Regions from separate parts of the Mus musculus genome. Here regions 1 and 2 are each linked to region 3. Evidence: chromatin contacts called from public HiChIP or PLAC-seq and promoter capture Hi-C data. All regions are on one chromosome and are shown on one strand. The core of a region is the stretch at or near the end of the contact, and the rest is flanking DNA. Distances in the headings are between cores, read along the strand shown. Region 1 holds the start of Gpr37l1 (G protein-coupled receptor 37-like 1). Region 2 holds the start of Platr22 (pluripotency associated transcript 22). Region 3 holds the start of Csrp1 (cysteine and glycine-rich protein 1).

Region 1 (2,976 bases), core at 63-2,562, 560 kb after region 3:
CTGTACCTTGACCCCGCCTTTCACTGCATCTGCCAGGCCAAGGTGTAATCATTGATTTACATCTCTATTTCCTTTCTCTTGACCACACTTTCATAATTTTAATTTCATATTATTATTATTATTATTATTATTGGTTTTGTTTTCATGTAGTTCCAGTGCTGGAGACAAAACCCAGGGCCTCAAACATGCTAGGCGAGGACTCCCACTAAGATATGCCGCCATCCTAGAGTGTCGTGTTTGGAATTTTTCCTTGTAGCTGCTTTCCTTTGGGAGTCTGTGTGGCTAGAAGGCAAGGAATGGGCTCTTGCCTGCTGAGACCAGCATTGAGTTCAAAGGCTATGGAGTCAACTCCATGTTTGAACTTGTGTCAACTACATAGTTATTAAGACTACCACAAATCTTAAAATTTGAACTTGAGATCACAACAGCACTGCCCCACGAAACATATTAAGAACCGTCAAGAGGGCTGGTGAGATGGCTCAGTGGGTAAGAGCACCCGACTGCTCTTCCGAAGGTCCAGAGTTCAAATCCCAGCAACCACATGGTGGCTCACAACCATCCGTAACGAGATCTGACTCCCTCTTCTGGAGTGTCTGAAGACAGCTACAATGTACTTTCATTTCATATAATAAATAAATAAATAAATAAATAAATAAATAAATAAATAAATAAAAATAAATCTTAAAAAAAAAAAAAAAGAACCGTCAAGAACCCAGCTGATAGATGTTGGTGGCTTGCATCTTTAATCCTAGTGGTCAGGAGGCAGAGGCAGATGGATCTCTGAGTTCGAGGACAGCCTGGTTTATAGAGTGAGTTTCAGGACAGCCAGGGCTACATAGAGACCCTGACTTTAAAACAGACAAACAAACAAATAAACAAACAAACTCCAGAAGAATGGTACACCTACCCATGAATCCAATAGTTTTGGCAATTATTATAATTCAAGTTTTGACCTTGGCAAATTAAAAAAAAAAAAAAGGCGCAAAACCAGGATCTTGCTATGTAGCCCAAGCTGGCCTTGAACTCTGTCCCCCGTCTCAACTTCCCAAGGGCTGGGATTACAGGCCATAGTCACCATACCGAGCCTATCTTTCTGTTTTGAATGTAGGATCTGCCTTAGAACTGGGTAGAACTGGGAGATCTATGCTCCAATTATAGTCTGCCTCTCCATCACCTGAAAACCTCATTTCCCCGGTTGCAGTGATTGGAGCAGGTCCCTCGAGGGATCCTCAATCTGCCCCGCTGTGGTCTCAGAGCCTGAAAACGGATGTGGTCGGGAATGCAATGTGTGCGGCCAGGACAGACAGCTCAGTGTCCAGCAGAGGGCCCTGGCTAGACCATGGCCAACAGGATGGGAGGAAGGGCCATCCATGCCAGACGCCTGACTGGAGGCGGACCCAGCTGCCAGCTGCCTCTCTTAATTCCACGCAGCCCTTAGGTCCCCTCACCCTCACCTCTCCGAGGCAGCTGTGCCCTGCTTTCCTGGCCATGCGGTGGCTGTGGCCCCTGGCTGTGTCTCTTGTTGTAGTGTTGACTGTGGGGCTGAGTGGGGTCTCTGGGGCTGCCACCTCATCTTTAGGTGGGCATAGAGCCAAGGTCCAGGAGCAGCAGAGTCGACCCCGAAGAGGCACCAAGGACGAGGGGCCCAAGGAGGTACAGCACTATGTACCCGAGGAGTGGGCTGAATATCCCAAGCCCATCCATCCTGCTGGCCTGCAGCCCACCAAGACTTTGGAGGCCACTAGCCCCAACCCAGACAAGGATGGGGCCACCCCAGGTAATGGACAAGAGCTGAGGGTCAACCTGACCGGGACGCCAAGTCAGAGGCTGCAGATTCAGAACCCCCTGTATCCGGTGACCGAGAGCTCCTACAGCGCCTACGCCATCATGCTCCTGGCTCTGGTGGTGTTTGCTGTGGGTATCGTTGGCAATCTGTCTGTCATGTGCATTGTGTGGCACAGCTACTACTTGAAGAGTGCCTGGAACTCTATCCTTGCCAGCCTGGCTCTCTGGGATTTCCTGGTCCTCTTCTTCTGCCTCCCAATTGTCATCTTCAATGAGATTACCAAGCAAAGGCTACTCGGGGATGTTTCTTGCCGGGCAGTGCCCTTCATGGAGGTGAGTATGTCTTTCTATAGCCTAATTATAGGCTAAAACCAGGGAAGGGGCTCCAGTGTCTGCAAAGATCTGTAGGTGTGTATAATCCCAGCACGCTGGCATTTCCAGTTTTCTCTGTGTCATTGGGGAAGGAGACAAACCCTATCAGGGAGGGAGACAAACTCAATATTGGCTTCTGGTAGCTCTCAGGAAAGCAAGTCAAGCCAGATGAACAGGCAGGTGTACAAGACCACTGGCTTGGGACCAACCCGGTCTTCTTCTTTTGGAGTAGCTGCACAGAGGACTCACCCTTTTCTAGAGAAAATTCTGAGCTGTCTGTCTCTGATGGGTGGTTCCCCTGACCCCCAAGTCTTTGGGGGTCTCCTTTTTTCTTTTACTGTGTCTCTTGCCACCTGCCTTGTACCCATGGCTCCTGTTTTTAACCCTTTGGTATCCCAACATCCTAGCAATTTCTTACTAACACCCCAGGTTGAGTCTGTGTTTATTCCCTGTGGATGCAAACACCAGGACAGGCCCTTCTTCCTTTTCTCATTGAGATTATTGTCACCTTCCTTCAAGGTCATCTCCATTACTGTCCTCCTAAGGCCTCTCTGAGAGGCAAGTCCTACTTCTGGGTACTTATAGAAACAGTAGTGTCAGCTCTGTCACTGTATTTTGCTTGTTGCTGGACATATCTCATCTCTTCTCCTGCTTCCTTAGCATGGAGGGTAGACCAGATGACCTTTCTAGCTGGTTTGCTCTATAATTCTGAAGTATAGTGCTGAACCCCCTTGAATGGGGACTTTCTTGTTAAGATAAGCACATGGGTGAAAATGGCTGTGTGGACCACAGGGAGACAGCTTAATCAAATCACTGCAC
Region 2 (2,885 bases), core at 306-2,805, 970 kb before region 3:
TCGTAGATGGTCCAGACCATCGGTGCTAACTGTTGAATATCTATGTGTGTTGCTCTCTCAAGAAGAAAAGTCCCTAAGATAGTTTCCAAAACCTTGGGAAGCACTGGGGAGGAAGGCTGGACTTTCTTCCCTTCCCAGCACCTCCCCCGCCCGCCCTCCCCCCCCCCCCCCCGCACACCACCCCCACATCCTGCACTCTGCCAAGCCCCCCACCCCACCCCCCACCCCCCCGCCGGCACACCCCAAGCAGGCTTACCACCCTCCACCTTGCTTTTCTTTTCTTTTCTTTTTTTTTAATTTATGAAACGCTTCACAAATTTACATGCCATCCTTGCAGCAGGGGCCAGGATGTATCATTCCAATTTTAGTATATGTGCTGCCGAAGTGAGCACTCTTTTCTTTTTTTTAATTAAAATTTTCTTTTTGAGAATGTCATACATAAATAGTTTCCTCCCTAATTGGGAGTCCCAGTGCTATTATTAGTTTTGGGTTGGTTTTTTGTTTGTTTGTTTGTTTGTTTAGTTTTTCGAGACAGGGTTTCTCTGTATAGCCCTGGCTGACCTGGAACTCACTTTGTAGACCAGGCTGGCCTCGAACTCAGAAATCCGCCTGCCTCTGCCTCCCGAGTGCTGGGATTAAAGGTGTGCGCCAGGTTGTTTTATTTTTTTAAGTTTTTTGCTCTTTTTGTACTGGGACACAGAGCTACACATCAGCCTCAAAAGGCTAGTTTTTCATATCTAATGCATCACAGAACTCTCTAGAATCTCCCTATTTATACTGCAGTGTCACCTACACACACACATACAGTGAAGTCATACATCTTTACGTGCACAGCACCAAGAAACTAGAAACATCTAACATCCTATCTGTGAGAAATATGGAGAATTCTTACACCACAAATTCAAAAAAGGCAAAGAAAACACAAAACACATATAATTTGGGGTTTCCCATACGTTCCTGGATCAAAAACAACATCTAAGGTTGCTATTTTAAAGCCAAATTAAAGTGTTGATGTATATGTGTGTGTGTGTGTGTGTGTGTTTATGACAGGAAACGTCCCTAACAATAACACTTTATTTCCTGCAAACTACAAATAAATTCCATGCATTCCCATGCTTACTTTGCTCTGGAGCCCAGGGCCACTGACTCAGAGTCCGAGACCTCCTGTGTCATTGAGAAGAAAGTTTCTGTTAGGGCCCTAAGGTCTTTCTCAATGTTTTGAACCACTTAACAAAGAATTTGACAAACTGAGATACGTGAAACCTTAGTCACCAAGGACGGCTTCTACGACCTCAGTCTACAGGTATTTTTACCGAGCCATCCCTGAGTCACCAGGCTCTGTAAAAAACTCCAGTATGATCTTGTTTCACTAACCTTCACATCTTTTCCTAACGGAGCTTGCCGCCGGTGGTCACGTGGTACTGATCCTCTTCCTTTTCGGGGCGCAAGCAGCAGAGATTCAAGGCAGTCCGGTAGCCCGATCCGCACCCACACAAAAGTGTTTGGTAATCGCTAACTAAACAAAGAGGAAACGGCCAGGCCTGAAGCCACATTCCCAAACTGATTCCTCGGAACATTCCTCCTTAGAGGTGCCTGCTGACCCAGGGCGGTGGCTAACCCCCTGCTGTGCACAGGAATCCACCAGGCCCACATCTTACAAGCCTCTCACTCAGCGGTCCCCAAACTTACTGGACACTCCCTTTTCTCTAGCATCGTCATTAACATTCCACCTGTACCTTAGGCCTTGCCTGTCTGGTCAGTTCTGCTGAATTCACAGCCCCAGGTATTGTGGGTAATTATCCCTTGCTTACTCCAGGAGTAGTCAGAAGTCAGGATGTCCGTTTGTTTTTGATGGAGGGGACTGGGCCTCAGGCATGCCTGGCTTTCCTCTACCACCGAACTTCCTACCTGTTAGAATTTATGTCCTTTGGTGGGAAATGCTCAAATCCAAAATCCATTGGTCTGTCACTACCAGTTTTCCAGGGGAGACAGGGTGAGGTAGCCTCGCTTCCTACTCACCTCTTTCCTGGCATTACAGAATATGCCAATTCCTTGGCCTGGCACTTGACCTACATGACTGAGAGCTTACAAACAGGAGTTGCAGTCTGAATTCAGAGTCCAGTCTCCTCTGTTTAATAGACCTTGGGCAAATTGTTTCACCTCTCTGAGCTTCAAGGTTTCTATCTGTGAAACAGAATAAAAGGTACCTGGCTTTTGAAAGAAAGGTTTTTTTCTAGAGCAGATTAAATTGGCTACGTAGCCGGGCAGTGGTGCCACATGCCTTTAATCCCAGCACTTGGGAGGCAGAGGCAGGCTGATTGCAGAGTTCAAGGCCAGCCTGGTCTACAGAGTTCCAGGACAGCCAGGGCTATACAAACCCTGTCTCAAAAAAAAAAAAAAAAAAAAAAAAAAAAAAAAAAAAAGTGGCTATGTAAAGCCTGAAGTATGCTGGCTCTGGGGCACACGCCCTAAGTGCCAAGAGCTGGTTTTCCGGTGCCCTTGGCCCATCTTTAGTTAATACAGCTTTAACACCTGGGACAGAAGACAGAGGAAATGGAAAGTTGGGCTGGAAGGGGAAGAGGGCGCCTGCGGAAGCATTTTACAATGTGAAGTGAGGTCAGAGGCACAGACACAAAGATCAAAGCCTCGCAAAGTAGGAGGTGGGTGTGTCCCAGTCTGAGGAGCCAGGTCCTACCTCCAAAACCTCCCCGCTGCACTAAGCACCCAAGGATGGGACCTCTTCCCTTTCTCCCCTCACAGTCACCAAAGGCCATCGCAACCAAAGGATGAGAGCTGAGGGCAGGCACCGAATGCACTTCCCTAACCACAGAGACAGAGTTAAACATTGTTTTAAAAGGGGTGTGCTCAGCAAGTATTTGTCGAAT
Region 3 (2,939 bases), core at 47-2,546:
GGATCAGAAGGCAGGGAGGAAGCCCTAGGGCCCAGTCCTGAAGGAAATCCCCAACCTAGCTCAGAGACAACTGTACTAACAGCCCCAGTCCTCTGAGCTTCTGCAGGATGCCAGGGTGTGTGTGTGTGTGTGTGTGTGTGTGTGTGTGTGTGTGTGTGTGTGTGTGTGTAATATGTGCTCCAAAAAGTACTGGCCCAGAAGAAAACTGAGCTGTGTCACTTGTTCGAGGTCATCCGTGTATTAAGTGTCAAATCTGAGTCAAAACTCAGTCTGCTTGCCTTTCAGAAACCCTGTCACCAAGATTCCAGAGTCTCATGATAAATGTCCCACCAAAGGCAAGTGAACCGCTTGCATGCAGTGATGGTGTCCCATTACAGTGTCCTGTCAAGGTGGGGAGGCCCGTCCATTCATGCACCACAGGAGGTAAGAAGTGGGTGGGACAAGTGGGTGGGATGGTCCTGACATCAAGTACTTGCTCCCAGTCTAGACCCTTGCTCTGACGGATCACAGCAGCACATGCAGAATAGACCCAGACCTGTGCCACTTGGATGAAACACCTGTCAGATAGATAACAGCTTGTTGGCTGACACTGCAACTCGCTCTCAGGCCCTTTCTACTCCCCTGCTGGCTCTTTGAGATCTCAGTAGTCCTCACCTGCCACCAAGACTTTCTTTTCCATCTGGTTCTTTCAGGAAAAAAGAAAACTCATACCTGCACTCTGGGGCTACCAAGCCAGATGCACACACACACACACACACACACACACACACACACACACACACTCGCGGGCACTTTCTCTCAGGAAAAGAGAGAGAGGAAAGGGGTGGCACGGATGTCCTCATCCCTCAGCTTTACAATGAGTGTCAGTGGCCCACAGAATCGCTGATTGTTCTGTAGGACCTGCAGGCGGTGGGGGGCAGGGTCACCCTGGGTCTAGAGCACGCGAAAGTCAGCTGCCCTGGAAGCCCCGGGATGGGGAGGGACCCAGAGTTTTCAGGAAAGGGAAACACTGCCGAGCTAACTCTAGCCACTTCCCACCACCTCCCTCTTGGGATCACTCTTCCTACAAACTTTTCTTGCAAGCGACAGGGCTGCGACAGGACCGGAAAAACCAATAGGCGCAGGGTGCGACCCAGGCGCTCCGGCAGTTGCGGGGACCCGAGGCGGACCACCCGGGGTAACACTCACCTGGCAGCTGCTGGGAGGCGCACGGGCGACAGCTCTCAGGGAAGCGGTGACTGGCTGCGCCGGAGTGCGCGCCGTTTTGTTTCCCCCTCCGGAAGGCGTTTCCCGCGCCACGCCAACCAGTAGGCTTTGCACACTGCACCACAACAGGGCTGATGTCACGGAGAAGCTGTCCCCTCCCCCATCCAAAACCTAGGGTCGGGAGCCCGGGCGTGGCTGCCGCCCCAGCCGTGACTTCTCTTTGCACCCTATGGCGATCTCTGGGGGCAAATCTTTACACAGAGGTGAGGGATGGGGTTAAGAGGTTCCTGGTCTGCCATGTGGGAAAGCGGAGACCTAACTGTGAGATCAGACTAAAGATAAACTTGGGCCCCCTAGGGAAGAGAGTGAAGGTCCTTAAATTTTCGGGTTCCGATGGCACAATGTTAAGGGGACTAACTTGCACTCCAGAATAAGACAAGCAAGGCCCCACTTCCTGTGACTTACTTCTGCCAGACAGCTGGCTTTAGGTTCATCAGTAAAAGGGCTATGTGCCACCGAGATGTGATGGGGGATGAGATACTATAACACCCGGGAGCACTTAGCCTAGCTGCCCTCCTCCAGGGGCTCTTGTCCCTCTGCTTTCCCCATCTCCCTGCCACCCACAAGAGATCATTCTACCGCTCCTGAGTGGATCTTCCTCTGGGCTAACCTACAGAATGACAAACACAGTCTCAAGCCACTGAAAACTGCCTCTGGGGTGATTAACAATATGTGTTACTGGGCCCACCTGCTCCCAGTCCGCAGAGCAGCCTGTCCAGAAATCCAATCCTAGAGGTGAACTGATGCCCCTGGGACTTAAAACGGAAGGCCCACTTTCTTTCTTTCCTTCTTTTTAATTTATTCCATGTATGTGGATACATTGTCGCTGTCTTTAGACACACCAGAAGAGGGCATCTGGAAGAGCAGTCTGTGCTCTTAACCACTGAGCCATGTCTCCAGCCCAGCCCATTTTCACTATGGGTACAAACAGCTCCAAGCAAGAAGCACAACACTTTCCTTGGGACCTAACGAAGTGAAGAATCTGCAAGGAAAACTATGTTCCTAGTAACAGGGGCTATGGGTGGGAGTGTTAGAGCCTCAAAGGAGGCCCTCTTCTATTTCATAGGATAATTACTGTTATTTGTTGTGTTCTGTAAAGTTGTTTTTGTTTTTATTTTGTTTGAGACAGAGGCTCACTGTGTATCCCTGGCTGGCCTGGAACTCACTATGTAGACCAGAATGGCCTTGAACTCAGAGTTTTCCCTGTGACGTTAAGATTAAAAGAGCTAGTTCCCACCATCATTATTCTTTACTATTACAAGATCAAAAGGACTTGAGGACTGCCGTCATCACTGCAGGTTGGATCATTATTATCATTGCTGGCTGAATTACATTATTCTCACCAAGCACAGGCAGTGTCAGGAACTAAGCCACACTCAAATTGCAGCATGATGTCACATGCTGTGTGGATTTGCCTGTTTGGACCTCTCCTGCCTGCCACACTTTTCGCAGAGGAGATGCGTGCTATGTTCATTGGGGAACAGTCACATGTGTTAGGCGGCCATCTCAAAAGTATCTCTAGGTACAGCTTGCTATCTCCTTCACTCTTCCAGGGCTCAGACCCTCGTGGGCTTCCTTTAAAGCCCTGGGGCTTGATTCTGTGGCACTAGACTTGCAATCCCAGCTCTTCTGGAAGCTGAGACAAGAACACAAGCTCAAGACCTGCCTGAGCT

What was found. Promoter capture Hi-C pulls out the DNA fragments that hold promoters and counts their contacts. HiChIP or PLAC-seq counts read pairs in DNA pulled down with a chosen protein or histone mark.
Region 1: a promoter capture Hi-C map of embryonic stem cells shows a contact between it and region 3, with 3 times the contacts expected there. The contact joins the promoter of Gpr37l1 here to the promoter of Csrp1 in region 3. A contact is called at or near these places in 1 of 39 promoter capture datasets (embryonic stem cells), 4 of 115 datasets of contacts at active chromatin or transcription factors (astrocytes, cardiomyocytes and pancreatic cancer cells) and 1 of 9 other capture datasets (embryonic stem cells).
Region 2: an H3K27ac HiChIP or PLAC-seq map of extraembryonic endoderm stem cells shows a contact between it and region 3, with 2.7 times the contacts expected there. The contact joins the promoter of Platr22 here to the promoter of Csrp1 in region 3.

What each region holds. Positions count from the first base shown.
Region 1 is chr1:135,166,017-135,168,992 of GRCm38.p6, reverse strand. Gpr37l1 (G protein-coupled receptor 37-like 1) reads left to right here and starts at 1,312. Exons shown (of 2, transcript NM_134438.3): 1 at 1,312-2,118. The coding sequence starts at 1,489.
Region 2 is chr1:136,694,881-136,697,765 of GRCm38.p6, reverse strand. Platr22 (pluripotency associated transcript 22) reads right to left here and starts at 1,555. Exons shown (of 5, transcript NR_037986.1): 1 at 1,375-1,555. It also overlaps the pseudogene Gm24086.
Region 3 is chr1:135,727,524-135,730,462 of GRCm38.p6, reverse strand. It overlaps Csrp1 (cysteine and glycine-rich protein 1), which reads right to left and starts at 1,296. Exons shown (of 6, transcript NM_007791.6): 1 at 1,189-1,296.